Regions from separate parts of the Oryctolagus cuniculus genome. Here region 1 is linked to region 2. A link is a contact called in public Hi-C data. All regions are on one chromosome and are shown on one strand. The core of a region is the stretch at or near the end of the contact, and the rest is flanking DNA. Distances in the headings are between cores, read along the strand shown. Region 1 overlaps LOC127493424 (a long non-coding RNA gene). Region 2 overlaps LOC138850618 (a long non-coding RNA gene).

Region 1 (7,446 bases), core at 3,687-6,186, 140 kb before region 2:
CCCCAGAGGGCTGCGATGGCCAGGATCTGGGACAGGGTAAAGCTACAGCCTGGAACTCCATCTGGGTCTCCCATGTCGGGGGCAGGGACGCAAGCACTTGGGCTGTCCTCCGCTGCTTTTCCAGGTGCATTAGCAGAGAGCTGGATCAGAAGTGGAGCAGCCTGGACTCAAAGTGGTGGCCATATAGGATGCCAGTCTCTCAGGCAGTGGCTTAACCCACTGTACTGCAGTGCCAGCCCCTGAAGCAGAATTCTTATCATGTGCTTTAACATTCACAGGCTCTTACAGTTTTAATAATAGCCCTCTTCAAGTTTGACCCCATTTACTTGCTAGTGTCGTGGTGGGGGTGGGGGCAAGAATGCATAGAGATGGGGGAGTTTCCTATTTCCTCTTTTTTTTTTTTTATATATAGGTAGAGTGGACAGTGAGAGAGAGAGAGAGACAGAGAGAAAGGTCTTCCTTTGCCGTTGGTTCACCCTCCAATGGCCGCTGTGGCTGGCGCGCTGCGGCCGGCGCACCGCGCTGATCCGATGGCAGGAGCCAGGTACTTCTCCTGGTCGCCCATGGGGTGCAGGGCCCAAGCACTTGGGCCATCCTCCACTGCACTCCCTGGCCACAGCAGAGAGCTGGCCTGGAAGAGGGGCAACCGGGACAGAATCTGGCGCCCCGACCGGGACTAGAACCCGGTGTGCTGTCGCCACTAGGTGGAGGATTAGCCTAGTAAGCCGTGGCGCCGGCCCCTAGTTCCTCTTGAATAATGGCAAGAATCTGAGAATCATTAACAATGGAGGTGGAACAAAGAGGAAGGAATCGGAGAGAGAGAGGTGCCAAGGGCATTGCGGGCACTATGTGGTAGCTTCAGTTCCTTTGGGTGAGCTGCTCCCTCCTTGCTGCTCTCAGTCAAGTCTGTGCACGATTTCTCCTTTTGCCAAAAAACCAACCATGGCTTTTAATGCCAAACACAGTCAGGGCGCAGCGATCAGGAGGGTGCTAGAAGTCATCTGTGTTAAGAACAGGATCCTGGCCACGCTCCCGTGTGGACAGCCGTCAGGGAAGCGGGCCGCACGCACTTTGGTGTAGAGATGGATGGCCTTTGCTGGAGGTTCCCGCAGCCTGCCGGGGCACGGTGTGATCTGACAAGTACAGGAAGGTTATTTGCTGTCACCCAAGGTATACCGGGCTTGCGATCTGAAGCCTTAGCTCTGAGTTCTGTCTCTTCTCACTCCCTGGTGATGGGTAAGTTACCTTCTTCACAGCCTCGTAATGAAGGGCAAGTGAGAAAAGTTATGACAGCACTGTGTAAACTGTGAGGTTGTGCAAATATTAGTTTGTTGTTGTTACCTAGCAATGCTAAGGATGGTCCTTGTCTAGGTTCCAGTTAGGGAGCCAGGGTCTGCGTGGGCTTGGCAGGCTCACTGACTACTGAAGGGTGAAATTAGGTGAGAAAGGCTTTAACACGGGCTTCATTTTGAAGACTGAAAACAACATGATGGGTGAACCATGTATAATTTTCCTGAACAGTTGCTTGCGGTGGGAACTGGCAATCCCTTCTCACCGGGCATCAGTTATGTGTTTAATGGCTCCTCCACCCCATCCCTGCTGTGGGTGTTCCCGAAGATTCGGCACCTACAACAAGGCCTTCTCGTTGGTGGGCTCAGCCACAGCTGCTTCATCAGTCACCTCTCCCTGGGGCTCTTTCCTGGCCTCCAACTTCCCAGCCTGATGCTCCTTTCTTGCTTGGGCCCGGGAGCTGACACTTTGCTGGGTTCCTCACCTGCCCCCTTGGACTCCAGGCTTCTGACTCCCCGTGCTTCCCAGCCATACCCCACTTCCACTGTGTTCTGAGCATTGGAGCGGGAGGTGGGTGACTTGGGCTCTGCACTCCCATCTCTGAGCTGTGCCAGATGCTGGAGGATGTAACTGGAGAGCTTTTGGCCAGAAGTCTCTCACAGTCCTCAGTGATGCCCCAAGTGCATTTGCTGATGTCCTGGCCATGCCACACCCACTGAGGCTGCCACACGTGTTCCTGTCTCACCGGGCAGTCTCTCCAAAGCACCCACAGTTACGCATCAGGTTAGAGAAAGGGAGTCACTTCCTTCTGTCTGGGAGGAGCCCTCTGGGTCTCCTTCGGCTCTGCCAACTCCCAGGCACTTGGCTCTCATCTTGTGCTTTTCTCACTGCTGGCTTTTGCATTCTTCCCAAGAAGGAGTTTTCCCCATGACCACTGTGCCTAGGGGCCAGTCTTAGGCCTCCAGGTCCTCAGGAAATTCACCTTGACCTCAAGGGTAACTTGATTGCACAGTGGGCTGCACTGACCTGGCTTTGCCTCCAACTCTGGACCTTGGCGCTTATGGCCTGCGTGTCTCCATCCTAGGGCTTCAGTGAGGCCTTTGCTCCCAGCCTCAGGGGCTGGCCTGCTTCTCCTGTCGCCTGTCCTGCTGGAGCTCCGGGCAGGATGCCGCTGGAAAGCCCATCTCCTTCAGCCAGTACTCCGGAGCCCATTCCTCGCTGGTAGTTCTGAAACATAGCCCTTCTCTCACAGCTGCGTGAAAAGCAGCCAAATGCCCATTCTTAATGTGTGACAACTGAGGCTCCCATGCAAACCGCTGTTATCTCAGCAGGAGAGCAATTTGCAACCATTTAAAATCCTTTCCCTCTTCCCTTCCCCTCCTCGTATGTTATACGCACACCAGTCCATACTTATTAGTGCAGATGGTGAGAAACTCCCCATTGAAAGGGCTTAGAGCACAGAGGGAAATGGATTTTTGGCCTCACTCTGGCCTCACAAACAAGAAGTTTTGAATGATTTTAGGTTCCTGATTCTCGCCTCAAAAGAGCACAGTTTGCTTCTCTCCAAACACAAGAGGGTGTAAATTGGTAATTCATCTCAACCAAAGGCCACATGATGAGCAATTGTAGAAGTATTTTGTTCTTGTTGTGCAAAGGAGGAACCAGCCGTCTGAGTGTGGGTTCCAGCTGCTATTTGCCTTTCACCATTTGCAGCCCGAAGCACCAGCTCGGGCAGCCCTGGCTCTGGCTCTTGGGCTCTGGGCTCCTTTTTCTGCTTTTTCACTTGCGCCACAAACAGGGCTATCGCAGGGTTAGAAGTCGCCTCAGCATTTCCATGTGACTTCTCTCTCTCTCTTTTTTTCAGCTAAAAAATAAATCCGTTCTAATAAAAACATTTATACTATATTCTTTATTGTCAGCTAATCCTGCCCGAACTCATTAAATGGCAGTGTGTGGGTTATTTGCTGTCAGTGAAATTATCAAAGGCATTTTTCTGCTGGGGCACCAGGAAAACATATGCTTCAATGCCAACTAAAACAATAATGAGGAAATGTTATGATCAGGCTTGACCAGATGACCCTGCCCATTTTAGATTAGTTCTTAATTTCAGCACAAGGGTCATCCCGTGAATTCGTACAATAAGTCACTGCTCACCACTCACATGAAAAAGATGTGACTTATTAGAAAACTCACTGTACTCATTGCAGTTAATGAGATGTGGAAAGCTTTGTAATTTGATTTGCTGGTTCCATATGCTGTAAAGGGATACTGCTGGTTTCATTCCTCCGTATTTAATTTAAGCAGTATGCAATACCTTCTTCATATGGCTACTTATATAATAAAAATTAACTTAGGGTATAAAAAAATACACCATTGTGGGGTTTATGACTTGATGTGGTTCAGTTTCAAGTGTTTTGCATGGAAACATCTGTAAGTAATGTGCACGGGTCTAATTTTAAATCCCGCCAAATATTTTCCATTTAACATTTGGTCTAACTGACAAGCTTGCAGAGGTGGTTTTCAGAGCTGTGGGTAACAGATACAGACTGTATTCCCAAGGCAATAGCCCTCCTTTTGCAAGTGGAAGATAATAGTCATTCAAAACTTGATTTTCTGACCCTTTTTACATTTCATTGGGTACAAACGGGAGTTCAGAGGTAGCCACCCCTAGCCCTTGAAGAGCCAGCTGCAGTTTAATCTGTTACCCCTAAAAGTCGTCACCTTGGTTTTGACCTTTGGTTTAACATCTGTGAGCGAGGACACAGGGAGGCACTTTGGGAAGATTGGCTGTGGGTAAAGTCCCCTTCAGGGCAGGGAGGGAGAAAGGGGAACTGGGCTGAGAAGCAGGCTAAGGTCAAGGAGGTTGATCTACCTCCCCCAATCCCCCCACCCTCGACAGGCTGCCCAAAAGCCAAATTCAGGCCATTGTGCGTTAAAGAAATCCTTGTCCAACTCAGATGCCTCAAACTGTCGGTGGAGCTGGTCAGAAGCTGAGCTGTGAAATCCTCAGACAGAACCCCTCTTTTCTCAGCGAGGAAGGGTCTCAGATGAAATAGGGGTCCTCGAGTTCAATCTGAATTTCTGATAGGCCAACCGTACTTCTCGGTATAAACACGCCTCACGCCACATTTGGGACATGCTTGTAGCAGCCATGTCTCTGCATAACTGGGCGTCCTGTGTTGGAGCTGCTGCTGGCCGCGCAAGGCTCCCACCCGGGTCAGGCTTGCTCGCTACCTCCATCGCCCTTCGCAGACACGGAGGCTTGCCTTCGGGTTGTAGGACTCCGCTGGCTGACACCATGAAACAGCTGGGGCAGGCAGGCGGGTGCGCAGAGGCCGGCGGGAGCCTCCTCGCCCCCGGGCTGGGGGCGCCACGCTGCACGGTTGAGAAAGTGCTGAGTCGGCAGCACCGGGCCGGACCCGGCGGGGACCCCCGCCCACCCCAGGCGGAGAAACCGGAGAGGGGGAGGTTCCACCGCAAATGGCGCGAGGTGTGGCGCGAAAGCTCGGGGAAACTGTCGGTCTGGCTTCCCAGGGCACTGAGTTGTGAAACTTGCAGTTGCGAAATGTCCCTCGGGGGCTGAGAACCCAAGTTCGTTCTTCATTGTCCACGACAGCGAACGGTGCCCCCGCGGTCCCTTGTGTGTGGCGGGGAGGACGTCCGGGGCCCGCGGCGCGGCCCGGGTGACGGCGGCGGCCGCTGGGGGTCAGGGTAAGCCCGCCGAGTGGCGCCGCTGCCGCCGCCGCGAGGGCAGGGCGGCTCCGCAGCCGGCGCGCCCCGCCTGCCGGGTTGACGCAGGAGGCACCTCAGGTGTCCCCGGGGCCGCCGCCGCCTCCCCGCAGGCCGCGGGCTTGGGAGGCAAATCTGGGCCGCGGCGCACGCGTGGCTCGAATGTCAGGTACTAAATTGCCTTTATGAGAGCCGCGCAGGCCTGCGATGACAACAGGGTGATAACAAAAGAAGTGTGGCCTTGTGGAAGAGTGTATGTGAAAGGAAGTGATTCATTTGAATTCAGAAGGAGTCTTGAACCCAGGCGGAAGCAGCCAAGCCCCGACCTGTCTCGTAGAACTTAGCTTAAGGGAGAGAGAAAAAAAAAAAAAAAAAAAAAAAAAAAAAAAAAAAAAAAAGGAGGGGAAATCGTTTAGAAAGAAAGGAAAAAAATAAAGAAAAAAAATACACCAAAAAACAGGACTTGTGGGAAGTGAGCTTCACCTACTGAGAGATGGGGACTGGTCGGGCCTTGAGAGAGAGGCTGCAAATAGATCAGCGAGTGCCAGACGTAGGAGAGAAAACATAGTAAGTGGTTTGAGAGCTCGACGAAGACACTTCTGAAAAAGAATCGAAATCGTCCCCAGCGAAGAGCGTCCGCCTCCAGGGCGGCGCAGTCGTTGCGTGCGTCTTGCAGGCTCAGAGGAAACGCTGGGACGCCTGTTCACTCCCTGAACGCCAGGCTCGCAGCCAACTGCGCGAGGTGGTTGGTTTTTGTTTTCCAAAGACCAGTCTTTTTCCTCACAGCCTCACTTTTCTGTTCCTTTTGGTGATGATACATCCTCGAGAAAGAATCTGGACCTTCCTTGGGACCTGAATGAGAGCAAGTGGCTGCGGTGTAGGGTTTGGGAGATGGGGGCGTGGCTGCTGTGATTGGGAATGGTGTTGAAGGGGCTGATGACAAACGGACGCGCCTTGAGTGTTGGTTACCGTGTTCAGCGGCATTGTGCCAGCCCAGGTGCCAAGGCGTACAGAGTCCCAGTCCCAGGCTCACGCCCAGGAGCTTGCGGTCCCAGCGGGGAAGCCGACGTCGCCAAGGAGGAGGGACGTTGTTTCATTCTATGGGAAAACGCGTCTGTCTTGTTTTTTCTGTTCACCCAGAAGCTGAGAAAAAAACTCAGGCAGGTCAACGGGGCCTTATAAACAAGTGGTACCCTGGCAATACCAAAGTCCAGCTTCCCTGGCCCAGGCAGGCACCCGGCTTTGATGGCCGACTGCTTCCTTTTTCTAAGGGGCCCTTCTTTTCTAGTAACCCAAAGTACCCTTTGCTTTGAGCCACACCCTTCGCCTGCAGTCCTACGGGGTGCCGCCGAGATGGGGGCAGAGAACAAGCGCGTGGCTTGTACTGTCTGACTTTATAACCAGCTGTTGAATGACCCGACGAGGTTTTCATGTGAGAACGGGGAAACGGTTCTTTTTCCTTCTGGAAGGAGGAGAAGCCAGAAGTTTATTTAATCTTTTCTAGGCAACTTATTTTATTGCATTTTTAATTTCCTCTCTTGCATTAACATGACCCTTTTCACTGGCTTCCCACGCCTGGTGCTTAATTACTTATCATTAGCAATGTACACGGGGGCCTTGCTGCATATTTATAGATGTGATCATTAGTACATGGAAAGACAAAGGCTTCTTTAAGGCTGTCATTAGTTATTCTGTTTTCATGGAAATGTTCATTAGGAGAAACTACCCACCTGGTTAAATAATTATAATTAAGAATTGGTAATCTCCTCTGCATTTTTAACTTGATCTTCTGTCTGTTGGTATGAAGCTACACAAGCTGGATTTGGCCAGAGTTCTATCTTTCATTTTCACAAGAATTGTCAACAAATACAGACTCTTTGTTTTTAACCTATAGGTGCTGACTGATTTGCCGTCTGATCGATCTGATTTTTGTAACCTGGCAGTTCCTCTCCAAACCCCTGAACCAGCCGTGGAGAGTGGGGAGTCAGGGAAGGCAGTCACAGGATCTCTGGTTGCTTTAATTTTCTGGGCCTTTGTCAATGGTGCACACTGAACTTCAGGCTTCTTGCCCAAACTTTGCAAAGGGTCTCCTTTAGCTTCTCAACCACAGAGACACCAGGCTGGGTGGCCACTGCCCTGCATGTGCCAAACAAGACAAGTGGCAGCTGGCCGGTGCGAGTGTTTGTGTGTCAGCATCTGAGTCTTTCTATGTTTCTGATGAGGGCTAACCGCAGCAGTGTCACAGCCGTGGCCCTGCCAACGCTTAGGCAAATACAGTCCACAAGCAGTCTTCCAATTGCTAGCAAATGGTCATGAGGCCCATACATGGCTACGTGTCAGCTGAGCTGAAACAAATGAGGTGACAGAAACGCAATAAAGGGAGCGTGGTCAGGCTGCCGCCCACTCCCCTCTGCCCAGACTGGTGCT
Region 2 (6,840 bases), core at 480-2,979:
TTTCCCAGGACACTAAATGGAGAGCTGGATCAGAAATGGAGCAGCTGGGATGTGAACCGGTACCTACCTACACCACAACGCCAGCCCCTAGCAGGCTGATTTCTAAGCTGATCAATTTGTACAGCCCACGACTGATGCTATAAATATCCAAATGGCCCTTGGCCGAAAAAAGGTTCCACATCCCTGCTTCTACATCAACCCCATTCTAAACATTTTAAGAAGACTTGGTGAAATCCACAATTTTATTGGCGAAATCTATCACTAGTATTTCGACTCCTAAAATGTCCTCCCTGCACCCAACTATTGGAACCAGTAGATTACATTCTCCCAGGGCCGAAGCCATCTCCTTGTGGCTAAGAGACAAGGAGAGCTGGCCACTGACGAGGGCTTCCTGCTGAAGTGGCTCTCACTGCGACAGGACCGGAATTCGCACAGACGTTCTGCATCTTCTTTTCAGATTTTGTTGTTGTTTTCTCATTGCTTGTTTTTCAGGAGAATGCAAGGAAAACACGACTTAAAGGATGAGAAGATAAGAAAGGCTTGGATGCAAAGGAAATTCCAGTGATGCTTAAAACACCATGACCTCAGCCCTGCGAGGGAAGGACATTGTGGGCAGGATTTTCCTCTTGGGGGCAATCTGTTGAAAACCCACACAGAATGAAAGAAAACCTATTATGGGAAAGAAAGAGAGCTTTCTCGAATCCTGCCTGTATAATTACATATGTATGAGAGCTACAATTCCTTAGAATGAAATCTTGTCCCACATATGATTGGGGAATTATTAAATGTTGACTATTAAATATTTTAGTTAGTTTCACACTGTGTTTATTTCTCCCAGAATGATGAATATGCAGATTTAAAATTGAATTTCTTCGTTCCCAAGCAAATGATGAAGCCAAGTCCTTGACGATGTCTAGCTTTTACAGATGGGCCCTCTGCTCCGATGAGTCACCACAGCAGGCAGCAGCCAGTGTCAGAAACCCCACGCCGCCCCCCAGCTCCGAGAAGGAGGACCATTGCACTCACTCTGCTGATGGTCCCCGGGCGCCCGTGGGACGCTGTGGCCTGCTTTAGTTACCGCCGCTGCCAGCTCCCCAGCCCCAGATCCAAGCACAGGCTACAGACAGACAGGGTTCCCAAGAGCAGGGAAGGGCGAGAGCAAAGGAAAGGACAGAGCCGCGTGGTGGGCGACGGCACAAAACGCCCACCTCTGCGTTTTTCTTGAGCTTGTTCAGCCTGCCTGGCCCCCAAAGCTTCGTAGCTGGTCCAGGAATTCAATGCAGGCGTCCCCTGTGACTACACAGAATGTGTTTGCTGTGTTGAAGGCCAGCCCAGGCCTAATTTTGAAAAGTAAATCTGGGAAACAGCTTAATTCCATTTCCCTAGGGATTTTTTCTGGGACAAAGTTAGAAGGGAAGACAAGTTGAACAAAATAGCAGTTAGAGGCAGAGGCTGCTTTGAGCGAAAAGTCTTCCCCATAATCCTTGCTCCCCGATGTCTATCATGTGAAGCAAGTTAAGTAGATTTTCAGTAAACGGTGATGGTGGTTTTGGGTGCTTACACTGCAATGTTTTACAGCCCTTGTGATGTGGCATAAACTGTGGGGTCATTAACTAAAATGTCCCCTTGAATACCCAGGAGAAAGTACCCAAATGATAGGAGTCGGCATTGTGGAATAGTGGGTAAACCCACCTCCTACAAAGCCGGCAGCCTATATGCATGCTGATTTGAGTCCCTGTTGCCCCACTTCCAATCCAGCTCCCTGCTAATGGCCTGGGAAGAGCTGTAGAGATAGCCAAAGTGGCCTCTGTGCACACATGGGAGACCCAGATGAAGTTCCTGGCTTCGGCCTGGCTCAGCCCTGGCCTTTGTGGCCATCTGGGGGAGTGAACCAGTGGATGGGAGAGCCCTGTCTCTCCTCCTCTCTATAACTCTGCCTTTCAAATAAATCAATCAAATCCTTTTTTTTTTTTTGTTAAAGTACCCAGTGAGCTGTGCTTTCTTGATTCCACAAGTGTTTCCTAAGCACAGACTAGGCCTCTTAGTTCCATGCTCTTCCTATAGCACACACAGTGCTACCTTGGGAAAATTAAGCATTAGTAACACAAATTCAGGACGTTTGACCTTGTACATCTCAAGTTGAAAACAGCCGTTTTGGCATGATGGTTAAGTCATGGCTTGGGATGCCTGCATCCCATTATGGGGTGCTGGGATTCAAGTCTCAGCTCCATTTCTGATCCAGCTTCCTGCTGGTGCACACCCTGGAAGGCAGCAGATGATGACTCAAAGTCTTGGGTCTTTGCCACTCATGTGGGAGACCTGGATGGAGTTCCTGGCTCCTGGCTTTGGCCTGGCTCAGCCTTGGCCGTTGTGGGCACTTGGGGAGTAAACCAGCAAAAGGAAGATCTCTTTCTCTACGTCTCTTTCTCTATTACACTGCTTTCAAGTAAATTAAACATAAATCACTAAACATTGAAATAGCCATTTTGGCAGAAACTCTAAGCCATGAATATAAACGCAGTGTGTTTGCCAGAGGACTCAGTGCACTGTCAGAGCACAGGCTGTGAAATCACACATTCTGGGTCAAACTGGCTTTTGCTTTCCAGTTAGTTTGCCCCTAGGCAAGTTATATAATCTCTCTAAGCCTCAATTTGTTCATCTGTAAAATGGGTATAATCATATTACCTATTTTCTTAGCATTCTCATGAGGATTAAGTGCATGAGAACAATTGGCACAATAGAAGCCATATGAAGAGCTGGCCCATCAGGGCAGCTACCTGGGGGTCCATGTTTAAGGCTGCCGAACACCTCGGAAAGAAGTGACCAATGTGACTCCAGTAACTCAGGTTTCTACACACCAGCCTGATGTAACTGCATGAGCAGACAGTGAGCTTCAGAGAGACAAAAAGTATCCTAGTTGGCGAGTGTTGCTGGGTTGCAGGGTGCAAATGGAGCCTTGCCACCACCTACCGAAACTAGCAGCTATCGGCAGCTGAAAACCCGAAACCAATGGCGCCGGTCCCCTGGCTGTATTCTGAAGAACTATGCTGTTATCTAGACTAGAATCCTGAGGCCTGGTTCCCTAAGCAGTGTCTGATTTAGAGAATCGTAAGCGACAACAAGAATGAAACATGGCCCGCATTCTGTCAGCCTGAAAGTCTAAGAAATTAGATTTTTAAGCAAAATCCGAACAAGATTTTAACAACTCTATCAAGATAAGTTATCTCTCTGCTTTGAAAGAAACACTATTCAGTTATGAGAGTGAAATAAGTGAGATGGAAGGCAATTCTAATTAAGTTAAAATGTTTCAGTGCATGAAATAATTCTCCAGTTTTGAATACCCAAAAAGACACGTATGAATTATATCAGCAGAAAACCAGTTCCTCCCACCCTCAGCAAGCAACTGGAGGTCCACAGGATACTGGATTGTAGGGACGCCAGCCGGAGCCAACCCAAGCCGCCCCTGTTCTGCCTGACCGCAGACGCAGTGCCTACCGCACAGTAACTCCCAATTCGCGTTTACTACTGGAATACCTGTATTTGCATAGAGAGCAACCTGTTGTAAAGCGCCTGGTTATGAATTTCTGAGCAAATGTGGAGTCAGTGGCTTCGGGGCCTCAAACGTGCGACACAAAGGCCAGGGAAGAAACGGCCTGGCTGGCCTCACCTCCGAATCTCTCGCATACGCTTCGCCCTGCTCCACCCCGCCCCCCGCCCCCGCAGCCTTCCTTTTCCTCTCCGAGCTGCCTTCTCACCCACCTTCACATGCCAAGCCCCTAACGCCATGCGTGGTGCACAGTCTCAGCTGTGCCAGCATCCCTCTCCTTCCACTTCTCCATCTGGCCCACCCCCCAAAAAGCGGTGCTGTTTGACCCACTGCTGATTAGTGAGCAAAAATTCCAGAGAATAATCTCTCTTCTCCGAATCCTCCTATGAGACCTCTGGGTGATGGTTTTCCCCAGCTGTTTCATGCCAGTGAAGGGTGGGTGGGTGGTAGAACAGTGGCTGGGCAGGGGGTCAGGAGGAGAGGGCTCCAGGAGCAGGTGTGCCTTAGCCAGCCAGACCTTAACATGGTTGTGAGAAAAGTGCTTCCTGTTCAGCAGATCTCCCGGAGCCGAGGGACGGTGCTGCTGCGTACCTGGGGTGTCCAAACATTTTTATAGGAGTACAAATCTTTTTTGTTTTCTACATACGCTGTCTTACATGAAGTTATACAGAGCGGGTGTAGCAAGAGATGTTCTAGAAGTAGGCCAAGGCACTCAGAGCTCCTGCTTGGCCTCGTAGGACCTGTCCTCCTCACCACTGCCACTCCTCCCGCCGGCTCTTTGCTGGCCTCCTGAGAACTCACTGGGAAAACTGTGGATGACATGGTTCCCATGGCCTGCTCTGGTCCAAGGTGGCTCCATCGGGGAGTAAGCTTCTTTTCTTTTTCTTTTTTTTTTTAAGATTTATTTATTTATTTATTTATTTGAAAGTCAGAGTTACGCAAAGAGTGAAGCAGAGGGAGAGAGAGAGAGAGAGAGAGAGAGAGAGAGAGAGGTCTTTCATCCACTGGTTCACTCCCCAGATGGCCACAACGGCTGGAGCTGCGCCGATCCGAAGCCAGGAGTCAGGAGCTTCTTCCGGGTCTCCCATGTGGGCACAGGGGCCCAAGGACTTGGGCCATCTTGTACTGCTTTCCCAGGCCACAGCAGAGAGCTGGATCGGAAGAGGAGCAGCCGGGACTCGAACTGGCACCCATATGGGATACCAACACTGCAGGCGGCAGCATTACCTGCTATGCCACAGCGCTGGCCCTGGGGAGTAAGCTTCTTAGGGGCAGGCATGGAACCTTATTTCATCTGATTCCTCCAACCATTCCATCCCTGCAATGTTTAGCAAAATGTTAGATGCATGTAAGCAGTTCACGTTTACTGACCACTTTCAACTTTCTGTTGACTAGAAAATCACTGGAAAAGTGTCCACGTATGCTTGTAGTTGTGTGGGTTCAGCTTACTTGAGTTGAAAGTTCAGAGTTTGTTTAGGATTTTCACGATGAGATGATAAAAAAGAAACACCCTAGGGTGCGGTTTCCTAGTAGAGTGCTCACTCCCTTCTTGGTGTCCTGAGCATTCTGTGAGCAGGAGTCATCTTTGGGATGCTTCCTGGCTGCCAGCTGACTTCTCTCCAGGACTGGCACCAGCAAGCGTCCTCCTGGTCTTCCTGAATGGCACCGCCTTACCCCCTCCCCAAGCCCTGGCCGGGGCTTATTGTCCTTGCAGTGGACACCGACCCCAAGCAGGCCGACTTGAATCTTTCCTCAAAGATTCTAAACTGGCACCAAGGGAAGAGTGTCCTCCCTCTGATGGCCGCGGCCCCTGGACGCTGGCCTCGGGGGCTTTCTGTGCCATGCATCCTGCCGTGTGAGGTTGGTCCTGCTGTGGGAGAGAGGAAGATGACGGAGAGACATGGCAGTGCTTCAGTGCCAACCTCCAGCTGTTCCTGGCTGCTGTCCTAATTCCTGACCATGGTGAACTCTTGAATTCTCTGACTGGCCTAAACTAGTTGGATTCAAGCTCCTGTCACTTTTTATTCCCTAAGATTTATTTATCTATTGGAAAGGCAGAGTTTACAGAGAAGGAGAGAGAGAGAATGTCTTCCATCCGCTGGTTCGCTCCGCCAATGGTCTCAATGGCCAGAGCTGGGCCGATCCAAAGTCAGACCCAGGAGCTTCTTCTGCACCGCCCACGTGGGTACAGGAGCCCAAGCACTTGGGCCATCCTCTGCTGCTTTCCCAGGCACATTAGGTGGGAGCTCGATTGAAAAGGGAGCAGGTAAGACTCGAACAGCGCCCAAATGGGATGCTGGCACTAGAGGTGGCAGCTTTACCCGCTATGCCACAGCGCCAGTCCCTGTCACTTTTAACTCAGAGAATCGAGGGTAATGCAGGGATCTTCCCTGTTTCCTGTGTTTTTTTCTGCTTTCACGTGGTTTCTCTTTTGTTAGTGCTCAGAAGAGCCCCACACCTACTTCTGTGCCTCTGCCTGAATCCTAGGTCGTCACCTGTGCCCAGAAGGGCCCCCTCCACACGCCGACCCTCACAGGCCTCCACTGCTTTCAGCGAGACTGGTTGTGGCCGCTCCTGTGTGTTAGCACCACGTCCCCCATAGCCTCTTGCGGTACTTATGGACAGAATGCTGATCACCTGTCTGCTTCTTCTCCTGGGCTGTCACTTCCTTAAGGTCCAATTTCTCTATTCCCTGTGCCAACACAATGCCTGGGATGTTGTCGGCCTTCAGTTTGGTTTGGTTTGCTCATAGCCAAAGGCCTCGCCAGATGTCACAACCAGGCTCCACCTGTTTGCTCCCTGAGTGAGGGTTGTACCTTTCCTCCTGGGCCGGGAAAGTCTCCTTGCCATGGTGGAGCCGTGCCCTTTCCCTCAAAGCAGAAGGGGGAATCACCCCAGGGTCCCTCTTAGATGGCTAAAATGTCTTTGCGTCACTGCTGGTTGACTGGATGTGTGAGTGAGCCTGGCTGTGCGGGAATCCAGGGTCCCTGCACAGCTGGCCAAGGAGCAGAGAGGTCCCACAGAGCCATCGAAATGCCCTGCATCAAATAAGGCCCTGTTGTTAATTAGAGCAGGTACAGGCAGCGCGGTCAGATTTGTACTCCAATCTGAAAGGCACACAGTGCTGCCCCCATGCTGAATAAGCCCGTGTGACGCCCGAGGCTGCTCCGTGGCCTGGTGAGGAAATTTCAAGAGCCCCCTCCCACCCCCCCACCTCCCGCTGGCTATTACAACATAGGAATGCCAGGCGTTTATATAGATTTCGGCTCACAACGGTTCTGTGGAGATAAGCA

Evidence for each region. A called contact is a pair of places that touch in the nucleus more often than the background predicts.
Region 1: a Hi-C map of skin fibroblasts shows a contact between it and region 2, with 2.0 times the contacts expected there. The contact joins two enhancer-like sites. A contact is called at or near these places in 4 of 6 Hi-C or Micro-C datasets (ear pinna, psoas muscle, skin fibroblasts and 1 more).

What each region holds. Positions count from the first base shown.
Region 1 is chr7:83,972,146-83,979,591 of mOryCun1.1, reverse strand. The region is part of intron 1 of LOC127493424 (a long non-coding RNA gene); the gene reads left to right. Among named protein-coding and RNA genes, the nearest start is that of LMO4, 190 kb to the right of the region's middle. Within about 2 kb of position 4,936, at least 2 of the 8 cell types and tissues checked have an H3K27ac peak or open chromatin away from gene starts, as enhancers often do. A contact at or near this core is called in ear pinna, where this site is marked.
Region 2 is chr7:83,831,675-83,838,514 of mOryCun1.1, reverse strand. It overlaps LOC138850618 (a long non-coding RNA gene), which reads left to right. Exons shown (of 2, transcript XR_011390595.1): 2 at 493-807. Among named protein-coding and RNA genes, the nearest start is that of LMO4, 47 kb to the right of the region's middle. Within about 2 kb of position 1,729, at least 4 of the 8 cell types and tissues checked have an H3K27ac peak or open chromatin away from gene starts, as enhancers often do. A contact at or near this core is called in ear pinna, where this site is marked.